Regions from separate parts of the Xenopus laevis genome. Here region 1 is linked to region 2. The links are chromatin contacts, called in public Hi-C maps. All regions are on one chromosome and are shown on one strand. Each heading gives the region's core, a stretch centred on a gene start, on an enhancer-like site or on the middle of the called end of the contact. The rest is flanking DNA. Distances are from core to core; before and after follow the strand shown. Region 1 has its middle 32 kb from the start of LOC121402969. Region 2 has its middle 6.5 kb from the start of LOC121402969.

Region 1 (5,410 bases), core at 1,461-3,960, 38 kb after region 2:
TCCCTGAATCTGCCCATGTGCTTGAACCCTTAAAGTGGTTGTTCATCTTCCAGACACTTTTTTCAATTTAGTTGTTTTCAGATTGTTTCCCAGAAATAAAGACTTTTTTCAATTACTTTCCATTATTTATTTTTTACTGTTTTTCCAAAATCTAGTTTAAAGTTGAATTTTCGTGTCTCTGGTGTTTCAGTCTGGCCAGAAACGGAACTAGAGGGAGGCGGGCCCTGGCGCAGGACGCGCAGCCGGGCCCCCCGCCCCCCTCCGTAAACCTGGAACTGGCCGGGATATGCACAGTGTGCGGACTGCCGGGGGCCCTGAGGGGGTGCGGGCCCTGGCCCGCTCGCACCCCCCCTCCCCCGGTAGTTCCGCCCCTGAGTCTGGCAGCTCAGTAATTCAGGTGCAGACTCTAAACTGTTACAATTTTGCAACATTTAGTAGCATCTCTGGAGTATAAGAAACTATCAATTCTAACAGCTGCCTGAAACCCAGAGATTCTGCTCAGCAGGGACAAAGATAAATGTACAGGGTCGGCGACCCCCCCTCAGAGCAGCTTTACACATCAATATTAGAAAAACGGTCGCACATAGAAAACAGAAAGTCATTGGAAAAAGTCTTATTTCTGGTGATCTATCTGAAAACAACTAGTTGTTTGAAGGTGAACCACCCCTTTAATCTGCTAAATCTGCTAAATTGGCACTTTCAGATCAAAGTGACAGTTTATCTGTGTGTGTAATACTGGTAGGTCCTGACTGGCAATCTATGAATTCTGGCAAATACAAGAGGAGCTGCTGTAAAGTTGCCATAGACAATTACTTTTTTAGTGGGCTGGTGGGGGCTATTTGCACCTCTGTGTACTTGAAATGCCTGGGCTTATTTTCACTCCCAGCCCAGATCTGAACATTTGGGCCCTCCCCAACAGTTGACTGGGTGAAAAGTAACATTTGAAATGGCCTTTCTTTTTTTTTTAATAGTTTTTTAAGTATTTGGCTTCTTCTGATTCTTTCCAGGAGAACTAACTTAACTAAAGAAGTAGCTAGAAATGTTGCACATTATATTTTGTGCTTCTGTACCAGCCCAAGGCAACTACAGCCCTTTGGCAGTAAAGATCTGTGTCTCCAAAGATTCTGTGTCTCTGCTGATTCACTGCATATGCTCTGTGCTGCTGTCACCTACTGAGCTTAGGGACCCACTCACAATATACAGTACACATAGAATATAAATGTCACAATATAAGGCTGATTAGTAATTAATACAGATAATTACTACATGGCAGGACAGAAACCAGTGCAATTAGCATCAGAATTTAATAATAAGTCCTGTAGCATCAGCTTCTATTACTGGTCAACCTCATTTTCTGCTTGATAATTAGTGACGACCCCTAAGCTTAGCTTCTCAACAACTGCTCAGAGCCCAGTGACATGTGAGTGTCACAGACACTTTCCAAGATGGTGACCCCCCTGTGACAAGTTTGAAGTCCTGGATCATTGCTGCTATTGACAAGCTGAAACTTTAGGCTGATGCAATACGTTCAGTATATAAAATATGGCATTTTTAGCCACATTCATTTTTACGGTATAGTCACTTACCCCATCTAAAAAACAAATGTTGCTACAAACAACATTATTGCTACTTTTTTTCTTTTCCAACCATTTCTTATTCATATTTCAGTCTCTTATTCAAATCGGTGCATGGTTGCTAGGGTCATTTGTACTCTAGCAACCAGATTGCTGAAACTGCAAACTAAAAATCTGCTGAATAAAAAGCTAAATATCTCAAAAACCACAAATTATAAAAAATGAAAACCAAACGCAAATTGTCTCATAATATCATTCGGTACATCATACAAGAAATTTAAAGGTGAACAACCCCTTTACCCCATATGTGCTCTCATAATGCTGGCTGCAACTTGTGTGCAATTCACAAAAACACACATGCACAACTTAGTTCATGGCTGCGCTGAAAATATTCTGCATTGTAGGGAAAAAAAAACCATGGGGCACTTTGTTGTGTGCTATTTAAAAACAAATTTCAAACCACCGTTTTAGCAGTTATAATTTTTTAACTATTTTAGTGTGCTTCAACGTCCTAACATTTTGTAATTGTAGAGCATTGTTTCTTCACCTTGGGTCTGCAGATGTTAAGAAACTATAACTCCCAGTATGCGTTTACTTGCTAAGGAATTTTGGAAAGTGTAGGGTAAAGGGCTCCTATTATTATTAACAAGTATTTATATAGCGCCAACATATTGCGTAGCGCTTTATTTGCAAATAAGAGGCGTAGCTACAGAAGAAGCAAACCCTGCAGCTGCAGGGCAGCCCAGGAGGTACAGGGGCCCCATGAAGCCCTAATTCCTATACATTTTCAATAAATATTGGTAAATATTTTATTTATATTGTTCTTGTATGCATTGTACGGTGCTGCGGCTCCTTAACAGTGCTTTACTAATAAAGTTATACATATAATAAAGCCCACACTTTAGCTGGGGGAACTTTGTTCCATTGTTACTTTTAAGTTTAGGCAAGCAAATAATTTTACAATCAAAGTCACTTTTACTTGATAAGAACCACCTTTCTGTAGGGTTCCCAAGTATAAATCATAGTCATTTTAAGGCCTGTACAAGACTAAGGGAATTTATAATGGCAGGGGTGGGTAGGACATGTACAGACAGGATCTTTATTATGCTCACATTGCGCAAGTTGTTTTTTAAGCGTGAAGCCTCTGGAAAATTCCATCTTGGCTGAATTCCTCCACTGCCTCCTCTATCTCTCTCCCCCTCCTCCAACTTTCACTGCAGCAAAAACAGAAAGATCAGATTACAATGCGTCTCCTGCTAAAGGCAAACATGGGGGAGGGCGAGCTAAAAAAGCTGTTTGCGAACAAATAAAATGGTTTGAATAGAATGTAAAGATTAGAATTCAAGGAGTCTTCGTTATCTGCATTTTTCGGACAAAATGGAAACTTGTGATTAAACTACAATATTTGTTTAGTTTCACAACACCCCAATTCCACTCATAGTATTTGTGCCACGACTCGGTTATAATAACATTATTATCATGTATTTTATTTATTTTGTTTTATAACGCTGACATGTTTACGCACTGCTTTTACAGACATGTCATTAATCCCATCAGTTCCTTCCCTCATAGAGCTTGCAATCTAATATTCACACTAAACTACCACAGAGTAAGGTATGGAGTAGGAATGAGCAAACATCTTCATCCGGTACAGATTTGGAATATAATACTTTATTGCATGCCACAAGTTTTCATCTACCATCACTTATACAAGCATCGGCATTTTCTCAAATGACCAGGGTCACACATATGTCTAAACAGGGCCATATTTATATATAGGCACCCTAGGGCCTGTATCAAGGTTGGCAGCTTTTGGGCAGTGTCGGACTCGGGGGCCCAGAGCCCACCAGGACTACTGCCCCAGGGCCCCCTCTGACCCCCCTGCTGCGCCAGCGTTTGTGCGCGGTGCCGCGTTAGTACGTATGCATGTGGTAACACGGTTCTGTGCATACACAATTTTTTTTTGCCACAACCTCCGACAAGGGGGTCGCGGCATTAAGAAGATGTGGGTGCGGACTTGGGCCAGCAGGGCCCACAAGAGTCGGGGGCCCTCCGGGTTTTTTCCTGGTGCCCTGCCGGCCCAGTCCGACCCTGCTTTTGGGGGGGGGGGGCGGCCCTTGGGTATCTATATAATGGAGAAAAAATGCCAAAATAGAATTTAAAAATCCCCCGCAGTAACCGCAGGAGACTTACCACTTAAATGGGAAGAGTTCGCTTATTCTAATTCGACCCTCGAAGTAAAATCCTTCGAATTCGAATATCGAATTTGAAGGATTTTAGCGCAAAAATAAAAATCGTTCGATCGAACGATGAAATTAAATTTTAAACGATCCATCGAATGATTTTTATTTGATCAAAAAAAAACGTAGAAAAGTGCTCTGGAAGGTCCCCATAGGCTAAAATTGCACTTCGGTAGGTTTAAATTGGCGAAGTATGAAGTCAAAGTTTTTTTTTGTTTTTTTTTTAGTGACAGTACTTAGATTATCGAATGGTCGAATATTCGAACGATTTTTACGATTCAATCAAATTTGAACAATTCAGTGGTTGAAGTACCCAAAAAAATCCTTCGAAATTTGAATATTTTTGCATTCAAATTATTCACTCGAGCTTAGTAAATCTGGCCCTAACTGTTCTATATTGATATATTCGTTGATACATTTCATCAAAGGCAGCTGTTTAATTGAAACAATAGTTGCTATTATTCCACAGATGCTGCTGAGAAATGTATCATCCAATATAACAAACTGTAACATTTCAGAATCTGCACCTGGATCACTGAGCTGCCAGACTGGAACACCAGAGACAGGAACATTCAACGTCAATTTTTGAAAAACAGTAAAAGAATAAAAGATGGAAAGCAACTGAACAAAATCTTTGTTTTTGATGATTAATCTGAAAACAACTAAACTGATTAAAAGTTTTTGAAAGGTGAACAACACCTATAAGGCGAGTTATTTAAATAAATCATGAGCATTGTATAAACAATAACTTCCTTTTACATACAAAGGTGGAGTAATTAATTATGCAGTTGGGTTTTGTGTGGAGTGGCAATGATTACTTACCTTAAACTCCTCCAGGGAATGCCCTTAAGAACAACAAAGTTGGCAATTTCATGTTTTGCCCTGTTTAGTGCAATAAATAACAATAATACAGTTAAAACAACACACATAGAATACCGTACACATCCATTTCACATTTCATTTTCACAACTATATTTATCATTTTTGCCCTTAGGAAGCAGTCAAGTCAGTGTATGTACAGGATATATTTAGATTTTCTTTGCAACAGAACTTTTCTCCAATCAGCCCCTCTATTTGATCCGTGTACAATTTTCAGTACTTTCCATTATAACTGACAGAGACTGTACATTTAGCAAAGGTTAAATATATCAGAATGAACATTTGGTTCCCTGTAGGAACTGTTCAATCTCCCGGCTGAGTACAGACTGTACAGTACAACCATTACAGACAAATCTTGTCATAGTGGTGAATAGGACTGACACTTGTAACATATTAAGGCTGATGGCAGACCAGGAGATTAGTCCCCTGCAATAAACCACCTCTTCTGTGGGCAACAAATCTCCTTTAAATGCTTTCTTTCCTGTGTTTTACGTTATTGCCGGTGGTAAAGCATTTGCAGATTAGTCATCTGCAGAAGATATTTATCAGGGGTGACTAACCTCCTGGTCTGTCATAGGGATTGCAAAATCCCTATTCACTTATATAGCAGGGTATCTAGGGGTGATTTGATTTCCCCCAGTCAGCAAAACACCATCTTTCCAGGGGCAAAATGCACATAATTTCCATATGAGCACTGTGTTTCATTCATTGTTTTAT
Region 2 (5,311 bases), core at 1,828-4,327:
AATCTTCATAGTCATTCCGTATTTCCTATTTTTACGCATGGTTTCCTTTGTGTGATCTTATTTCCCCTATGCACATTGCATCAAACACCTTGATTTGTCCCACCCTGTTGGTAGTTAAATCCGGTAAAGATCCTCTTTTTAAGGAGATTGAGAGCTTTTTTTGATCTTGTCATACACAGCTGATGAAAGCTGATGGCTTGGCCCCTCCAGACCAAATTGGAAGCTTACTGACTTTCATCCTGGCCCTCAGGAGGTCATTCCCAGATTGAAATCTGGCAGATATTGATCAGGCAAATATTGATCAGGCAGGTTTTAAAATGCCATTGGGCATGGACAGCACTGGAACATTGATGCAGTTCTTTACCAAGAGGTGTTTGTAGGCCCCCTATAAGATTGAGATAATTGGCTCTCAGGTCCAGTGACTAGATCATGCTGGTTTGTTCCCCTGTGTTCATGGCCTGATTGCGTAACAATCTGCTTCTTTGGCAACCTCACCAATCAAGCCAATCGTACCATGTATGAACAGCTTTAGCTGTGCCTGTGTTAAAAAAAGAAACAGATACAATATAGGTTACTACAGTACTATATTTTCACCTACAGCATTTTCTATCAAAAGAGTCCCTTTAGCTTACACTTGAGAGCTAATGACAGATTCCTGATGACGTCTGACATCTTACACAGCACACTGGACTGTTAAGTAAACCACGGAGAAGCTGAACTTTAATGGATTTCACTTGTTGATTGATATATAGTGTTTCTATGCGCTCCTAGAATTTTCCAAATTTGTTAATACACTAGATTTCAAAACATAGGCATCTTAGTGTTAGGCCCTGCTGATTCACAAACAGGAGTAGGTAATTATCACATGTCTGGTATAGCAACAGAGCTTCAAGGCTTAGTCAGGATCATATGAATATATGAAGATACAATTTAATGACATCTCTGTATTTAAAGTAGTTGGGAATAGACTCACTGGAGAGGCACAGGAGACCACATGACAGAAAGAGTCATCACCTGTTCTGTGACTGGAATGGTAGGCAGCTTTAATGCTGCTTTTTATAAGTGCTCGGGCAGTATGACCCGACAGAGCTTTTGGCCACTTGAGGTTACCTGATCATTTGAAAATTAAGGGGCACGTCTATCAGATCTGGAGCCCTTTGATCAACAAACAAGATCTGAATTTAGACAATGCTACCTCTCAAACTAACACAACTTGATTCATAACTACTGTTAGGGGGTAAAAACAACATGTGACAACACATTGTTACATTGTTTTATAATTATTACTATAATTTAATTTGATCTAACTCTATATTTGCTTCCTTCTTCTTATCATCTCCCCTGCATCTATACCCCTTTTCTCTTTCTTATTCTTTCTCTTGCCAGAGTCCTCTGACACAGATTTATGATATTACGTGTCATTGTGAAAAAGGATGATGTATGTACACTCAATTAGTACTCTCAAAGAGGTGTGGTCCTGTATAATTATGGAAAACAGATAAAAATAAGGTTTAAAAAAAAAAGAAAATAAAGGACACGTCTAATAAATACATATTGCAGGGCTGCACTGGCTACCTCTAAAATAATCAGCAATCCACCCAGCCCCCCTAGTTGGATTTTCTTACTGTGTCCATGAATTTTCAAGAGACACACACATATATATATACAGGGTTGGACTGGGCCTGACCTGCTGCCTGCATCTGGTCTCAGCAAAAACACAATACACGCAAGTGCGCCTGGCCGGGTAAACTTGGGTAAACTAGGCAGGGGGCCAGAGGGGGGCCCTGAAACATCTGCTCATATATCTACATCTATCTATTTCAATTTATATTCTTATATTTTTAAATGGAAACATGATTCCCATTTATTACTACTTGTAGCTAGGATATGGCTACCATTAGACTGCCATTTTATATTTCTATTTTCTACTAAACCAGTATTTAATCAGTATTTCTGTGTGAGACCACCATTCTGATCACAATGTAGTGGATTGTGGTTGCCAAATACTCAGCCAAAGTGCAATTCAATGTGACATAGACAGTCCATGTCTTGAGTTCCTTGGAGTTTCTGTTTTTTAAACAAAATTGCATCTTCCACTTCCATACACTCTTTGTGTCTGTTCCTGGTGCAATTAGGCCTATGCAGTGTCACTTCCTCTAGCTGACTCTTTTAACTGTGGGTGGTGTTATTTTGTGAGTATTTGTCAGCATATGTGATTGCTCTTTGACAGAGCAAGTTTGATAACGTTGTTAAAAACATGACAAAGTGCATGTGACAAAAAGCAGTGCCAGCAACCAATTAAAGAATGACTTATAACTTGAACATTTCAACGATGAAAATGAATCCAAGTGTAGTGGATAGCCATCCTTTTTTTTTATTGTTTGTGGCTTTTGGGTTATTTAGCTTTTTATGCAGCAGCTCTCCAGTTTGCAATTTCAGCAATCTGGTTTCTAGGGTACAAATTACACTAGCAACCATGCATTGACTTGAGAACACTGGCATATGAATAGGAGAGGGTCTGAACTGAAAGATGAGTCATAAAAAATATAACAAATTAACAATTAATTTGTTGCCTTAAAGAGCATTTACTATTTAGATGGGATCTGTGGTTTGAAAGCTGGAAAGAGTCAGAAGACAAAGGCAAATACGGTAATTCAAAACCTATAATGAAGACCAATTGAAAAGTTGCTTAGGATTGGTAATTCTATAACATCAGGCCCAGATTTTGGGCTTCAGAGCCACAAGGTTGCCGAGTCCTAGCGCCAGGCGGCCTCATGAGCACACCACTCTCCTCGCGTATGCACAGGAGCTTGAGCCTCGCCACAAATCCAGGCCTGTATAACATATTAAAAGTTAACTTGCTGTTGAGGGGCTTGAAGGCCCTGAGAACAAAACTTGATAGAATAGGATTAGAGCCTACATTCAGCTATTCTAGGGGCATCAAATGGTGAGGACTACAGCTGGCTGTGCATGGGCTAATGTAAGATGCCAACTTGGTCACTTTAGACCTGACAGCCAATTGGCCTCTGTATGGGGGGCTCCCAGTTGCCTGTCCAAACTACTGTATATCTAGTTGGTCTGAAGGGAGTCAAAATAGGCACTGGCATTTCAAGTACAGAGAAACCCAAACAGCTGCCCACAGGCTCAATAAATATTGACTGTCTATGGCAGAGCCACTGGCATTTGCCAGAATAAATAGATTGCTAGCCCAGGCCTGATATCTAGCCACAGATCATCTAGATAGCTGCTGGACATGTTGCTTAGTGATGTCTGTAGGGAGTGTATACTTTATATAAAATCAATATACACATTGCTAAACTGAAATGTAATGCTAAATGACATACAGGAGTAGAAGGAGAAAACAAAGTATTCTTGATTCATGATAAGGAACTTTTGTTAGTAAAACAAGGAGGGTTGCATGCTAATTGTGTTTTGTAAAACAATTGGGATATTAAACAATTGGAGCAGTAAATCCACTGTTTTCCTCTTCCTGAATGTGTGTGAACTGACAGGAACTGAATCAGATGGTCAGACGGGGGAGGGGGAGGGGTTTTGCGCCAAAAGGGTTTCCTTCGCCTTTAAAATAACTTGTAGTATAATGTAGAGAGTGATATTCTAAGACAACTTGCAATTGGTTTTGATTTTTTATTAAAGTGTTTGTGTTTTTTGAGTTATTTAACTATGTATTTGGCAAGCTCTCCAGTTTGCAGTTTCAGCAATCTGGTTGACAGGGACCAAATTAACACAATAGTTTAACCAGTATCTGCTACATTTAAAAAATGCCCTACATGAGCTTACCGCTGTCACCGTTGGGCCCGGGTGTGCACACCCCAGACCTTCAGCAAGGGGAGTCAAACACCAGGAACATTTCAAAAGAGGCTGGCACAAGCCTAGACCCACAAAGTAGTAATGCCAGAGTCAGGTTGTAAAAGAGTTAGAAAAAGCTTATATTTTATTGTCCATAATTAAGAAAACAGGCCTGACGCGTTTTGTGTCTACCAAGGACACTTACTCATAGGCTGGACCAAATTAGCCTAGCAACCATGCATTGAATTGAAAAAGAGACTGGAATATGAATAGGAGAGGGTCTGAATAGAAATATGAGTAATCAAACGTAGCAATAACTATACATTTGTAGCCTTACAGAGCACTTGTTTTTTAGATGGGGTCGGTGACCCCCATTTGAAAGCTGGAGATAGGCAGAAGAAGAAGGCGAATCATTAAAAAAATTAAGGCCAATTGAAAATTTACTTACAATTAGCCATTCTATAACATACCAAAAGTTAATTTAGAGGTGAACTACCCCTTTAACCTCAAAGCCTCTAAACATTTATGTAAAGAGAAGTATTTCCAGGAAACTCAAAATTAAAGGGGTGGAACAGATCAATCATTTAATATTGTACAACGTATTGCTATACAAATCTCAACAAGCCTGAAGATTCTTATCTACCCCCAGACATACAAGTAAGTCTGCATTTGTATAAGTATTTGTATTTTCCTGCTAAATAAGCAAGCAGTAACCATTTCACACAATGTCATCAGATAGAAGCACTGCTTAGTCATGTGACGGGTTTCATTAAAACACAATGCAGTCAAGCACTGCAATGCAGATTTGTGTCTGCCAGAAATTTCCAGAAAGATCAAGCAATGGAGAGACAAAGAATAAACACAGAGAATTGAAACATTCCATTTATTTTTAACTATCCAATGCTATGTTGGGAATATCAATATTAGCAAAGTGACTTTATGTGTTGTTTCAATTTACATAGGAAAAAAGTTGCCATGGTATAATCACCCCATTTGCTGCACATTTTCAGGTATTGGCTCTCACTTTGTTAAATGTACATTGCTGGCGTTTTGTTAGGCCTCTGCTTATCGGTCAATAGACCATACCATTTACCAATGGCAGGGGAGTTGGATGAAGTGTGCCACTTGACACGGGGGGGGGGAGACAGTAGCACTTGACCCCTGGGGGGGTGATGGACCTTACCTTTTGACAATGGCAGGGGGACTGGATTGAATTTACCACTTGACACTCCATCAACCCCCTTGTCAAGTAGTAAAGTCCACCTCCTCCCCCCCAGTGTCAAATAGTACGGTCTAACCATCCCCCTATTGTCAAATGGAATAGTCCCTCACCCCACCATGTCAATTGGTGCGGTCCATCTCCCCCCTGCATCAAGTGGTATGGTCCATCCAATCTCCCTGCCATTGTCCTGCCACCCCCATGCAGCTCAATGAAGTGTCAGATCAGCAGGAAATATTTGCATGTGCATGGCCAGCACAAAATTCCTTATCTCTGCACTTGCCT

What was found. A called contact is a pair of places that touch in the nucleus more often than the background predicts.
Region 1: a Hi-C map of the XL177 cell line shows a contact between it and region 2, with 2.1 times the contacts expected there. The contact joins two enhancer-like sites. A contact is called at or near these places in 3 of 4 Hi-C or Micro-C datasets (the XL177 cell line, the XTC cell line and animal cap).

What each region holds. Positions count from the first base shown.
Region 1 is chr4L:25,029,186-25,034,595 of Xenopus_laevis_v10.1, forward strand. No RefSeq gene overlaps it. Among protein-coding and RNA genes, the nearest start is that of LOC121402969, 32 kb to the left of the region's middle. Within about 2 kb of position 2,711, at least 4 of the 7 cell types and tissues checked have an H3K27ac peak or open chromatin away from gene starts, as enhancers often do.
Region 2 is chr4L:24,990,889-24,996,199 of Xenopus_laevis_v10.1, forward strand. No RefSeq gene overlaps it. Among protein-coding and RNA genes, the nearest start is that of LOC121402969, 6.5 kb to the right of the region's middle. Within about 2 kb of position 3,078, at least 2 of the 7 cell types and tissues checked have an H3K27ac peak or open chromatin away from gene starts, as enhancers often do.